2 separate regions of the Mustela erminea genome follow, and region 1 is linked to region 2. Evidence: chromatin contacts called from public Hi-C data. All regions are on one chromosome and are shown on one strand. Each heading gives the region's core, a stretch centred on a gene start, on an enhancer-like site or on the middle of the called end of the contact. The rest is flanking DNA. Distances are from core to core; before and after follow the strand shown. Region 1 holds the start of ANKH (progressive ankylosis protein homolog). Region 2 has its middle 100 kb from the start of ANKH.

Region 1 (7,386 bases), core at 2,980-5,479, 100 kb after region 2:
CTCAAATACTTTCCTCAGAATAAAAGAGGAAAAAACAAAAACAAAAAAATGCATGACACGTATACGTCTTCTGCCTATAATCGTCTTCTTTTGCTTTATTTTTCTGTTTTCATCATTTGAAACATGAATGTTTCCAAAGCCAAAATTAGATTACAAAATACATTCAGAGAATTCCTTCTTCCATCCCTATTTGACCCTGGGCTCGCTCTTTCCCCATGGATAAGCACTTGAATAATTTTTGGATTATATTTCCAGTGTGTCTTCTTCACAAATATAAGCAAATACATGGATACATGCACAACCATATTCCTATTTCTCTCCCATTCTACCTCCCTTCCCCCCAAAATAGCATGCCATTTTACAGTTCTTCTCACTTACCGAAATAGTCTGCAGACCATATCGATATCAGCATGTTAGAGAAACTCTCTATTCCTTCTCGCGGTTCAACATTTTGGAAGCATCTGTGTGGTCCCTTTAAAAATATTAAAGAAATCATTAAAAGTGAGAACTGAAACTCCTAGCAGAATATGACTAGCTAATTCTAGTTTATCTATAGCAAATATTCCATTTCTGGACCATTTACCCATGTCACTCACCTCCTACCTCCCATTGTTGGGATGTGTTGAGAGTACAAAAACTGGCTTTGATCATTGGCCCAGTCAGATTGTTACAAGGCTTAGCCTGGAATGACACAGAGACCACAAAAGCAAAACATGCAGCTTGGGGGGAAGTAGACAACTTGTCTTCCTGCTCTCTGGAAGCTTGGATCTGGGCAGAAATCATGACTTCATCAAATAGAACAATATTCATACGAACACAGTTAAATAGTCTAGAAATCTGAGGCTTCCCCACGCCACGCCCAATGAGCCATGGCTTAAAATTGTATGAGGCTCAGATGTAGAACTATAAGGATTGAATTTATAGCTAGTCTATGAGGGGAGGGGGCTTCCTGCTCATTTCAAAACACCAATATCCAAAAAAAGACACCAATATCCAGGACTAAATCTTCCACTAGAACTATCTGTTAAATAAATTGGTACACTAAATACACAAGAGAGGATAATTATAGTGTGTACATAACACTATAAAGTCAGTCTTTCACAAATCTTTTTGACACCTTCTTCCAGACCCCGTCCATGACTACAATTCCCATCTGCTGCCAGTGGGCTCCTCCAATTAAGGAAATCCGAGTTGCAGAGTTAGAGAACTGGATGATTTTAAACATGACCTTTTATTCTGTCCTTTGCAACAGATATAGGGGTAACTTGTGCATAATCATTTGAGACCAATTCCAGAAAAAAAAGAAATGAGGCACACATGTAACTTTTTCTTCAAAAATTGGAGTTAATAATTTTAATAATTTTAAACACCAACACAATGGCATATAGCTGGTCGTTTATAAAATTGTTTCCGTGAAGAGTAACTTTTCCCATGCTCTGATTATTAATGTCCACTTGTACTTCTGGTGACATTTCATAAATATGTTTTAAAACTTTTTTTTAATAAGCTGCTATATGGCCATTATGTTAAATATAGAAAAGTATAAAAAGAAATTAATAATACTATGCAACTGTACCTAAACACAGTTAATAGTGCAGCATTTTCTTCCAGCATTTTCTTCTATGTATATATTCTTTCCTCACACTTTTAGAGTCTATAAATCTTGCAATGTCCTTTGATCAAAAACGCTATAAATTGAAGACAAAGCTGTACCCTTTGAAAGATAACCCTCTGAATCCAGTGTAAATGACTTTGTGATCTCTTCTGGGTTCTGTGTAATTTAGAAAACTCCCCATTCATTATCATCACTTGTTTCTCTGGACTTATCTTTTCAAACAACAACCAAGTTAAAAAGAGGAAGCAAAAGAGAGGCCCAAAACCCCCCTTTGAAATCAGTTCTCTGACTTTGAGTCTTTGACAGAAAAAAATAATCAGATGTCCCCTTAACTTCCATATTGCCACTATGTGAATTAAATTTGGAGGCCTCTCCAATCTAAAAAGTGCTCTTTGCCGTAATCAAAGATGACACTATTCAATCACTCATTGGAGAAATACACTTTCAGAATACTCAAACGAGGATGGCGGCCTTTCATTGATTCACTGGAACTTTCTCACCATTCCTCCGGAAGATGGAAGCTGTGTGTGTACATGGGCCAGCAGCAGCACCGGCAGCGACGTGGCGGGTCCTTGTCCAGAGACCAGCCAAAGCAAACTGGACTTGATGAGTATTGATCGAAGACCTCATCAACCCCACATTCCAGACAAAGGTCACTGTAATTAGATTGCTTTGAGTAAAACGAGCCCAGGGAAACCTAGAGTAACCGTAAGGTGATATTTGCTTTAGAAAAGAACTCCTTCCCAGAGAATTCCTTTAAATAACAAGCTCTCTTGGTATATATTAAATAAGATTTGACTATATTAAAACACACCTTTTGGGAACTTGTCATAGAGAAGAGTCCTGTCACAAGTACTTCCTGTTTTTCTGGGAAGTCTTTTAGAAAATATTACTTGACACCAGGTAACACAATAAATAATTACCAAATTTTCATTTTAATTATAGGGAATGTCATTTGAGGTTACATCAGAGCTACAGGGTGAATTATCTTCCTCTTTCTCAAGGCCTTGTGTGGACCGTGTGGAATTTTAAAAGGTCTCTTAAACGGCATAAAATATGGAAAACATTTGATCCTTACAAATACATTGTGAAATGCCTGAAACCAGAAAGTTGAGGTGTCTAGCTTGCTATGAGCACCAGCTTTACAAAGCTACATGTGAGGTAATGGGTTCATTCCTAGCTGCAAAATTACTTTAGGGCTTTTAACAATAGATTACTTTAATTCATTATGCTAATTAAACTTTAAAAGAATCATGCGATGTGGGGGGGGGGAGTGTAAAATCATCTGAGCAGGATGGGCTCTCTTTCCAAAATTAGAAATTTCAAGAGGGCAACAGTGTCGGATAAACCAATACAAGTCTTCCAAACGCTGGGACTTTCGCTGCGGCGACACGGGTCATAAGCCCGTGAAGCCGACCCTGCACAGGAGGCGCTTTCCCCCGCTTCCTTTTAATAAACTATTTTCTGCGAGCAGTTTTTGGTTCAGGACAACATTTAGCCGAAGGGACAGAGGTTTCCCACGAAGCCCTGCCTGCATGCGGCACTCCTCCCTCCCGGGGCCTCCACCCGCTGTCCTCGTGCCCTGGCGCACACGGATGCTGGCTTGGCTGTCAAGCTCGCCTTAAGTTTTAGGGAAAACCCTCGGCACGGCTAGTCTTTGCCCTGAAGTCACTGGGGCACCGTATAATAAAAAACCGTGTTTTCTTTCTTCTTTCCCCTTGTTTATCTAAAAGAGACAGACTTTTCGAGTTTGCGGTGGGTTTAAAACGGCGGTGCACTGGGGAGGATCTGGGCTCACGTTAGCAAACGGCGGGAGGCAGGTCCCAGCGCTCCCCAAGGACGGCGGGCCCGGCCTGGGCGGGTGCAGGGAGCGGTCCCCGCGGCCCTCGGCGCCTTTTCCCCTGGGACACCCCGAGAGCGATGCCCCCTTCGCTGCGACCGTTGCTCTGTCTCTGCGCTCCCCCCTCCCCCGCCTTCCGGAGCGTCTCTCCCTCTCTCTCCCGGCCCCCCGTTCCCAGGTGGGCCCGAAGCAGGCCCCCCAGCCCCAGCCCCAGCCCGGGAGGGGCGTCCTCGGTCCGTCTCCGCCCGCCCGAGGCGGCCCCCGGGGGACGGAGTGCGCGCGGCGCTCGCCGGGGACAGCCGGGGGCTCCCGCTCCTTCGCAGCCCCGCGCGCCTGGATCCCGCCCCGCGCGTCCGCGCTCACGTCCCCCGGCTGCCAGGCTCGCACACGCCCCGGTCGCTCCCGGGACGGCGAGGGGACGCCGGACCCGGGCCCCGCGGGGCGGGCGACAGGGCCCGGTTGCCTGAACCCGGGCGTCCCCGAGGCCTCCAGCGGTTCGGCGCCCCCGGCCCTCAGCTCCCCGCGGCGCCCTCCCGCCGCTCCGCGGCCGGCCCGGGCACCGCAGCGAGTCCCAGCCCGCGCGGCCTCGGGAGCCGCGGAGGCGGCGGCGGCCCCGCGGCCTGTGCGTGCGCAGCGCCCCCCGCGGCCGCGCCGAGCGCAGGCGGCGGCGGAGGAAAGGAGGGCGCCGCCCGCCCGGCCGGCCCGGCCCCTCCCCAGCCCGCCGCCCGCCCGCCCCCGGGGCCGCCGGCGGTGTCCGCGCCTCCGCGCCCGCCCCTGATTTCCTCCGCACGGCGGCGGCGGCGGCGGCGGCGCCTCGTGCGCGCGGTTATTTATTTATTTCCGGGCCCCAGAGCGCTTATAATGGAGCCGCTGTCAGCAGAACCTTCTGCTGCCGCCGCCGCCGCCGCTGTCCCTCCTCTTTTTTTTCCCGGCAGATCTTTGTTGTGTGGGAGGGCAGCAGGGATGGACTTGAGCTTGCGGATCTCCTGCTAGAGCAGCCGCGCTTGGAGAGGGCGCCGCAGCCGCGAGGAGGAGCCGCCGCCGCCGCCCCGAGGCCCCGCCGGACGCGGCCTCCGTCCGCCCGCGCCCCCGCTCGGCCCACTCGCCCCGCGCCTCCCGGCAGAGTCCCCTCGCGGCGGCAGATGTGTGTGGGGTCAGCCCACGGCGGGGACTATGGTGAAATTCCCGGCGCTCACGCACTACTGGCCCCTGATCCGGTTCCTGGTGCCCCTGGGCATCACCAACATAGCCATCGACTTCGGGGAGCAGGTAAGCCCCGGCCGCGCCCCTCGCCCGGCCCGGGCAGTTCCGCCCTGAACCCCGCGCCCTGCGCCCCGCGCCGGGCTCGCTCTGCCTTGGCCTTAGACACCCGGGCGCCAGGGGATGAAAGCCGCGGGGAGTCACCTGCTCCGAGTCCCTTTTTATCCGGGAGCATTTGGTGGGGCTTGCAGCTTGTCAAGGATGACTTTTCCAGCACTCCATCTCCCCCTCCCCCCAGTTATTCAGCCGACTTTTCCAGCTTTCTCTGGAAAATGTTAAAAGACCAGAGGGTTTAGAGCTTCACCTATAGAAGGGTTTTTAGTGCACAGCAGGAGTATTATGTAATTTGTTATTATGTAAACGTCAGGTCTGTAAGTAGAATGTAGTTGCTAATAGCTCAAGTGCTTGGTTTTTATTTACGCGGTGTTGGTGGTGATGGTGATGGCGATGATGGGGAGATTTTGTATTAGAACGTGTCCAAGTTCATTTCCCAGGTACTTCTAATTTTCTTCTTTCTTTTCTTTTCTTCTTTCTTTTTTTTTTTTTTGCCCAGGTATGGATTAAGGGTACCCAAATGTGTCCTGATAAGCCAACCGTTGACCATCTCTAATTTGGGGTTTCTCTCTCCCCCACACCTTTTTTTTCCCTTTTGGACCACTAAAGCAGGGGGGTGCATTTTTGTTTGTTGCCTTCTCGTCCTTGTTTCTTTTTCATGCCCCCCCACCCCCTCCCCGTTTCTCTCCATGTGGCGTCATTGCAAATCCCCAGCGCTGCAGACTCTCCCAACAGTGGGGCACTGGTACTCTACACTTTGCCTGTGGGAACCTTTTTCGCAGAGCCTCCAGCGGGTTGCAGCTGCGTTTGAAGGCCAGGGAGAGGATGGGGGGTGGGAGTCAGTGGCTTGCCTCCTGTCAAGGAGGCAGGTGTGGGGACTGGCCCCAGCCAGTGATGAGCCTCACTCCCGGTATTGTACTATCTTATTTCTTTGACTTAAAATCGAGAGACTTCAAGGAATATATGTATAAAAAAATGCACCTGTGTTGGTGCACTTTTTGTTTTTTAAAATACCCCCTTTCAGAAGGGGGTCTGTTTGACTGCTCTGTCGGATGAGTATCTGCTTGGATTTGTCTCTCTGTACTCAGAACTTTTGCTTGATTCAACTCTGTAAGCTCACTAATGCTTGGCCCCCATTGTAAGCTACTTGTACTTCAAATTTTCTGGCCCAGAAATGTTCACAAAGGTATAGTGTCTAGAGACCTTTGCCTAGTAAGCAAACTAATTTCCTCCGGTGACCTCCGGTGAACTATTATATTTTTTCTGTTGCCACTTTGCTCCCTAGGGTCTCCCCAGGGCATCTCTGCTGCTCCGCCTCCTTTCTGCCCACCTTCTCTTCTCTCATAGCACTGGGGACTTTAGGTGTTTTGTATAATCTGTGGAAAGGTTCTAGGACTGAATTTACTACACTGCCCTGCACATTTTAGATGAGTCCAGTGCTGTAAGCTCACCTGCACCTTCTACTATTTAAGGCTTATTTTCTTGGAGTGATCCCAAAGGTCAGAAAGCCGGAGCTGTTCACCTGATCCCTTCTCCCTGAGCTGTCATAGCGTGTGTGTGTGTGTGTGTGTGTGTGAGTGAGAGAGAGAGAGAGAGAGAGAGAGAGAGAAACAGAGACAGTGAGCGTGTATGTGAGAGCAAGAGAGGGAGGGAATAAGAGAAAGAAAATTATAGGGGATAACTGGTGGAGGTGAGAGTATTCTTTGTCGTAATTAAATGACCTGAAACATACCATACTACTGCCTCACATTTGTCTTGATTTAGTGCCAGGCAGATATAACTAAGCATTTGATTTTAGTGTAAGGGAAAAGATCTCCTGAGGTCCCAAAAGGGAGACTAGACATGAGAAACAGTCACACATTCGGTTTATCTTAGTGGGTCTAATAATGCAGACGCATCCTTAAAATGTTGCTAACCTGATTATCAAAGCCGACGTCCGGAAAGTATTGGAAGAGTTGTCTCTTTGCACAAATGTCTTATCAGCAAGTGTTGTCTGAGGCCCTTATCCCTTAAGTGCCGGTGTGTTTATGAGGTTACAGGCTGCCTGGTTGTGGAGATAGTCTGTCAGAGTAGTTGGGGGGGAGGGAATGATAGGTTTCCAAAAACCTTCTTTTGCCACCTGGTATCAGATGATAATTGTTTTGCAAAATTGTGCAAGGGTAGAGGAACAGAACTTACGTTTTCTTAAGCTGAAGGAGAAGAATTACTGTAGGAATTGAAGAGTGACCCAGGCACCTGTGGGTAAGAATAGAAGTGCATTTTACCCCAACCGCCTTAAAACACAACAGAGAGGAGGAAAATGAACCTATCTGCAAAAGTGGTCTGCATTAGACCTCAGAAAATACTTTGCTCTTGATGTGGGTTTTTAATCATGTTCGAGACAGATGGATGCATGTAGATCTCCACCATTCTTTCGGAGTGTGCAGGTGTGTTATACCTTGCCTTGAGTGAACAAGACTTCATATTTCAAAAATTGACTCATCCTCCAGTAGAGGGGTAACAGGAGCACAGGGGTCAAAGGTCAAAGCAGCCCTTGGGTCACATGTCCTAGAGATGAACAAGAAATGCAAAATTAAAAAAATAAAACATCTCATTAGCTGTTAAGTCTCTGACTTGT
Region 2 (7,065 bases), core at 2,616-5,115:
GAACGGGGGACGCAGGAGAAACTCTGCTGACGTCTTGATCTCAGACTTCCGACCTCCAGAATTCTCGGAATCCCCCAGCTTATGGTGCTTTGATAGGGTAACCTTAGCGAACTGACACGCTAACATCCATGGGTCTGTCCTTTCCGTGAGCGTTTCGCAACAGGGGAAACACTGTGCCTGTTTCACAATCCACGTTTTCATGCAATCCTAAGTAAACGTCTTTCCATGTCGAGCATTTTTAATAGCCCAACAGCCATTTGGGGTCTCATGAAACATTATACAGTCTTTTCTTAAAGGAGCCATGCCTTGTTTTTTTCCGACATTTTCAAACACACTTGACGGCCAGAGAATCATTTTGGAGTCCCCTGGGGGCCTCAAGCCTATCAAACCACTTCCCTAATTTCACCCTTTTTTTTTTTTAAGATTTTATTAATTTGTCAGAGACACAGCGAGGGAGGAGGGAGCATAAGCAGGGGGATTATGAGAGGGAGAAGCAGGCTTCCCACGGAGCAGGTGTGGGGCTCAATATGGGGCTCCATGGGGCTTGACAGGGCTCAATCATAGGACCCTGGGATCATGAACCGAGCCGAAGCCAGATGCCTAACAACTGAGCCACCCAGAAGCCCTCCCAGTTACATTTTTTGAGTTAGGAAGGAAGAGAGAGAAAAGAAAAAAAGAGAAGCAGGCCCTTTTTGGAGAATTAATGATTTCCCATTTTCATGGGAAGCACATATGTGTAAATTCTTCAAATGCCATAGGCCTTAAGTGATTCTATTTTAAAATATTCTGGAAAGAAGAGAAATGGTCCAAAAAGTAGCTTGGAATTCACTTGGAATTGGCTTGCAAATTAAAACCGTATAAGCTGAGATAGAGTTGGTTTATGATGTTAACGTAGCACCCCAGTCTTTTTGTTTTTTTACATTTGGGTTTGTTTTCTAAATTAGAATGAAAACATTTTATAAACAGTCAGTGATCAAAGATGTTATACTGAAATGGGTAGGAACTCAAGCTTTGGTGACTGCTGGAGCTCCATTCACTCCTTTAACAGACCATGAGGTCTGGACCACCCAGCTGTCCCTCTTAAGTATTTTCCACATCAGATCATCTGTGACATAGCCAGACTAGCAATACCACTCTAGGGTCTTGTGAGGAAGAATAAATGAAATGTAATTTACCTAGTGTGGTGCCTATACATGGTAGATACTAGCAAAGAGAGATAGAGAGATACTTTGTTTGTTTGTTTGTTTTTAAGAAAACAATTACATGGGGGACCTGGGTGGCTCAGTACCTTAAGCATCTGCCTTTAGCTCAGTTCAGGATCCCAGAGTCCTGGCATCTGTGTGATAAATAAGTAAATAAAATCTTAAAAAGAAAAAAGAAGACACTTACATTACTATATGTATAAATGGTACCTAAAATGCAATATTATAATATAATTACATTATGCATTATAATGCATATATGCATTACACATTATTCATATCATTACTGCATGATTACTATAATTACGATAAATGCTTATCAGGCAGCATTTGTCTGTGCATAAACAAACCCTTTTTTTATTAAGTTTTTTATTTTATTTCTAGTACAGTTAACATACAGTGCTATATACTAGCTTTAGGCATACAATACAGCGATTCGACAATCCTATACCTTGCTTAGTGCTCGTCCTGGTAAGTGTCCTCCGTAATCCTCATCTCCTGTTTCAGTCATTCCCCCCGCTCACACCAGTTTGTTCTCTATAGTAGAGTCTCTTTTTGGTTTGTCTCTCTCTCTCTCTCTCTTTCTCTCTTTTTTAATTTGTTCATGCGTTTTGTTTCCTAAATTCTACTTCTGAGTGAAGTCCTATGGTATTTGTCTTTTACTGACTAACTTATTTTGTTTATCATTATACTCTCCAGCCCCATTCATGTTGTTGCAAATGGCAAGATTTCATTCTTTTGATGGCTGAGTAATATTCCATTGTATTTACTTTCCACTTCTTTATCCATTAATCTATCAACGGACCCTTGGGTTGCTTCCATACCTTGCCTATTGTAAATAATGCTACTATACACATAGGGGTGCATGTATCCCTTTAAATTAGTGGGTTTTTTTGTTGTTGTTGTTTTTTAATCTTTTGGGTAAATACCCAGTAGTGCAATTGCTTGATCATAGGGTAGCTCTATTTTTCATTTTCTGAGGATCCTCCATACTGTTTCCCAGAGTGGCTGCACCAGTCTGCATTCCCACCAACAGTGCGCAAGGGTTCCTCTTCTCCACATCCTCGCCAACACTAGCTGTATCTTGGGTTTTGATTTTAGCCATTTGGACAGGAATAAGGTGATACTTCTTTGTGGTTTTGATTTGCATTTCTCTGATGATAAGTGATCTTTTCATGTGTCTTCTGGCCAGATAGCTAGATACCTTTCCCTGCTATTGCCCTAGCAACTTTTCTTTCTTTCTTTTTTTTTTTTTTTAAAGATTTTATTTATTTATTTGACAGAGAGAGATGACAAGCAGGCAGAGAGGCAGGCAGAGAGAGAGGAGGAAGCAGGCTCCCTGCTGAGCAGAGAGCCTGATTTGGGGCTCGATCCCAGGACCCTGGGATCATGACCTGAGCCGAAGACAGTGGCTTAACCCACTGAGCCACCCAGGCGTCCCCCTAGCAACTTTTCTATAAGGAAATCTCACATTCCGAACACAGGATTTGTATCCTCGATAAAGCCTGCTGATTTGGGTAATATTTTGTCCTATCCTTCACTGGTTGATTGGTGAAAAGACCTCACAAAAATAAAATTTGTAAAAACTGAACTCTTGTTTGAGCACAGAAGTTAACTTACGCTTTATCGTCAGCAAGATAACATGAAATGACTTTTATGTTTCATTTCTACACAAAAGGTACCTTTTTATGAACAAGCAATTTCATTTCAGTTACTCAGACTCATTGACCCCCTCTGTAAATATTACAGAGTTCTAGAAAGTAAATACAAACAGAGGGGCAGAGAGTTACAAAAGTTGATGTTTTGGGCTCTGAGGTCACAGGAACGGAATCACCACAGATAAAGCTGAGCAGACTTCAGCCACCCATGTAGATGATGGGCTCTCTTCTTGGTTGGAATGGGCATTTCCTCGGAGTTACATAACATCACCTATTTCCGTATAATTGGGAGGAGCAACAGTTTTAAGTAAAGGTACTCTCTCTCATAAAACTTTAGTGTTTTAAGAATCAGAATAATTTTAACACACCATTATAATGTAAACCAGCCACATTTTCTAGCTAATTTGATCTTTCCTGAGGAAAAAAATTACACATCACATTTCCTTTGCTCAAGAGATGAAATCATCTTTGTTGCTTTTTTATTTTAACTATGATCTCCTTTCTCAAGTTCACTCCATAGCTTTTCAGTATTCTACCCCGTTCTTCTGCCCCTCATCAAACCACCTTTGATTATGAGGTCAAGTTCTTGCCTGTCACCCAGAATCCCCTAACAAACCTGCCAATATACCTGGCCAGTCTGAACCTTCCACCCTCAACTCTGAGACCTCTGAAATGTATCTTCCACAGAACACCAAAGGCGAGGGCCTCGAGCCAAGGCAGCTTTTCCCCTAGAATTATCCTGAATAATTCTTGACCACCTTTTCTAAATGATTTTCTATGTTCTCTCCTCTTAGAAGGTGATTCAGGGAAAGATGTGTTAAAGTAGTATTTTCTTTTAACAGTAAGGAAAGAAAAGTCCTTGAAGAAGACAGGCTTTGATTGTTGAGAAATTTCTTCGGGCTTCGCTCGCTCCCTCCCTCCCTGCCTGCCTACCCACATCACTGCAGCAGGCAACTACCAGAATCCACCAGGGCCAAAACACACGGACTAAATGGAACCACAGTGCTTCCTGACATGCAGAACACTCAGCCTTCAGATGATGCAAGACGGAGGTACAAGTTAGTCATGTGCAAACAAGAGTGGCCCATGACTAGCTTTATTTGCCTGGGTTCCAAGTGTCACCACCTACACTGTACCAAGCCTACGATAGCAATGGTGATCTTTGTTCCTTTATTCACTGATACAGCAATCCCTAGGTCCGGCAGGAATAAGGATGAGCAGAACAGTATCCACAGCCATCATCTAACAGACAGGAGGGCAATCCCAAACAACACGGAAAGCCATTGATGAGTATGTGGCCTGGAAGGAGGTGGGCAGGGGGTCGGGGGGCGGCGCTTCTAACCCAGAGGACAGAAGAGGAGGTACTAGCAAAGACGTCCTGGGAAGGGCAAAGCCGGAACTGAATCTTATACTCGAAATCTCAGAGATTAAAATATTTTTGCACGGGTAGAAAAACCTTGTGTTTAGAGCAGATTACTTCTCAGCCAGCTCCACAAACACCCTCCGTTCCCATTAGAAAATGGGCTCCAGGGCTGTGATGTCTTCATGGAATTACATTCTGTCCATTTTCTTTTACTTCTTCTTCTTCTCATGGGAATGAAACCATAAATCCTGTTCACCAAATAGGTATTTCTCGACTTTTAAAAGTTTGGTTCGGAAAACATCCATTTCCTGCTCCGTTAAATAAGATTCTGGCAGATGCTGGTTCTCACCCTTCTGCCAAAGCCATTATACATGTGGGCTGTGGTGTTTGGACAGACTTTAAATAGGAGTGTTGAATCCCAACGGGTGTGTCCTGATGCGATAATTGCTTTTGGGACAGGTTATTGTGCGCGGTTTCCAGTTCAGGGCGTTCAGCTTAAAATACATTCTGCCTATCGTGCAAATCACTTGGAAAAAAAATCCTTGGTGAACTGCCTATAAAATTCCTAGCACAGGCTAAGTCATATCCTCAAGTATTTCATTTTTCCATTGGACCCAACTTTAGAGACTTTAATTAAAGGCAAATTTTATTACTTTCATTCTAAGGGTGGAGACTGGGAGACGTTAGCACAAAATGAATCATGTGGAGCTGCAGAAGGGGTCAGCTGCAGAATCTTCTGGTAGATGCTAGTTGGGATGTCAAGTCATTCAATATGACTACTGCTTACATTTCCTTTCAGTAAGATCATTTTCCGTGTTTGTGATACAATGCAACAAGTCTGTAAAAGTGGATGCAGAAAAGAAAATGCAAACCATTGAGATGGAGGTCAGGATCGTCCTATCATTATCTTTAATTGATCAGTGCATTTTACATGAAAAAGCATCTTAATTTTTTTATCCTTTTGAGCACACCGCTAAGCTGTCCTTCAAGATAGCGTCCTGGGGGTCGTACACCAAGCCTACCCGGGGTCCCTGTAAGGATATTCTAGGGTGATATTGATCCCAATCAGCTGCTTTTGTGCAAATAAGTCACTCTATTAACTTATTTTTAATGTATTGCCCATACCCGTGACTATTCATCAAGAAATATGCTATCAACTTGAGCAAGAGTCAGATCGGAATATCCTTTGACTATTGAGGGTTGAGAATGTTTTTCTTGGCAAATGTTCACTGTTGAAGACAATTAATTAAAAATAAGTTAGTAGGCCAATATCTTTGTGGGAGGGTTGCCCAACGATCAAATGTAATCCTTGATAATCCTGGTCTTTGCCATGGCCCAGCAGTAGATACGTTCCCCAAGGCAAGGAAACACTCCCCAGGTGATAGAAGTATGGTTGCCTCCCAGCAGGAAGCCCTCCTCTTCTTAACACCTGTTTCATTGACTCACCATGTGGGCACGGGTGCCTGAGTCCCAGCAAGCTGCGGCTTTCTAGCCTTTGAGGAGGACCAACTTTAAGTGGTAGGAAAACTAATAAACCCACATGCCAGCTTTCCTGCTTTCCCCGGTTATTGATCAGACACCCCCTGAATGCCAGGCTCTGTGCCACACCCCAGGAAGAGGCAAGTGCACACAATGGACACTTATAGCTCATGGAGCTTATAGTCTAGTAGGAGAGGCAACCAACACATGTGGGAACGTATGGAGGACTATGAGAACGCATAAGGAAGGAATCCCAAACTAGGCGGGAAAATTAGAAATTAGGCACCTACTAATCTTAGAACTGGCTTTCAAGCTTGTCTATACATTGAAAGCACCAGGAGAGCTTCAAAAAAAAAAAAAACTTTTTCCTGGGTTTCACTTCTGGAGATTCTGATGGAACCAGTTTGGGGTAAAGTGTGGGAATCAAGATTCTTTTAAAGCCCCCAAGGTAATTCTAATGCACAGCAAAACTTGGGAACACGAGTCTAGGGATAAATGGGAGTGAGTCCGTAGAGGCTCATCCCAGCAGAGGGAATAAAATAGATAGAGACCCTGAGGTCTGGAGAGCTTAGTGCACACTGGAACCAAAGTGTCCGCCGTGTCAGGAGGAGGCTGGGAGGGGTCGGAGACGGAGCTGAAGGTGAGTGGAGAAGTCCGCTGCATCGAGCCCACCCGTGGCCCTCGTAAGTCAAGTTGCAGATTCTGCACTTTTTAGTAAGAGCAATGGGAAGCCACTGGATGGCTTTAGACAAGGAAGGGACGTTATCCCCCATGACCAGTGTTCATAAGACCATCTCTGACTGCTGGGCAGGCAGTGTGTTAGAGGTGATATGACACGAGGATATTAACACAAGTCCCTCTGTACATTCAAGTTGCACAAAGCTGTGGAAAGAAGCCAAAAATAAAACAGGAACAGGGCCGTGGTCATGTCCAGCAAAGCTCAAAGGAGTCATGCTCTCCCAGCTGATCCTGGACAGTGGGAAGAATCAGATTTTCTTCTAAACAAGGCCATGAGGGCCAACGCCCTCCCGTTACACTGACGTCCTGTCTTATATCATCCAGATCGAAGTTCTGCCTTCGGCCGTCCCCTCCTGCCACCTCCTCAGACTGCACTGAACAAGCAGACAGGAGGCCATGGACAGAGAAGAAAGAGCTCCAAGGGGAGAGATTTCTCCACCATCCCATGGCGATCACCTGCGGTGCCCCGAGAAAAGATCATGAAAACCGGGTACCTCCTGCAAGGGCTAGAGGGTTGCCCTGAGAGGAGAAAAGAAGTCGTTCCCGAATCTTCATGACCCGCCGTCGCCATACAGGCTGGAAGAGCTACTTGCCCACTGTATGAACCTGTCCGGACTCCATGTGT

Evidence for each region. A called contact is a pair of places that touch in the nucleus more often than the background predicts.
Region 1: a contact with region 2 is called in a Hi-C map of fibroblasts, with 3 times the contacts expected there. The contact joins the promoter of ANKH here to the enhancer-like site in region 2. A contact is called at or near these places in 2 of 3 Hi-C or Micro-C datasets (fibroblasts and skeletal muscle).

The regions. Positions count from the first base shown.
Region 1 is chr3:152,571,152-152,578,537 of mMusErm1.Pri, forward strand. ANKH (progressive ankylosis protein homolog) reads left to right here and starts at 4,230. Exons shown (of 13, transcript XM_032337734.1): 1 at 4,230-4,724. The coding sequence starts at 4,629. It overlaps LOC116587059 (a long non-coding RNA gene), which reads right to left and starts at 4,001. Exons shown (of 4, transcript XR_004284284.1): 1 at 597-4,001; 2 at 379-472.
Region 2 is chr3:152,467,611-152,474,675 of mMusErm1.Pri, forward strand. No RefSeq gene overlaps it. Among named protein-coding and RNA genes, the nearest start is that of ANKH, 100 kb to the right of the region's middle. Within about 2 kb of position 3,866, the one cell type or tissue checked has open chromatin away from gene starts, as enhancers often do. A contact at or near this core is called in fibroblasts, where this site is marked.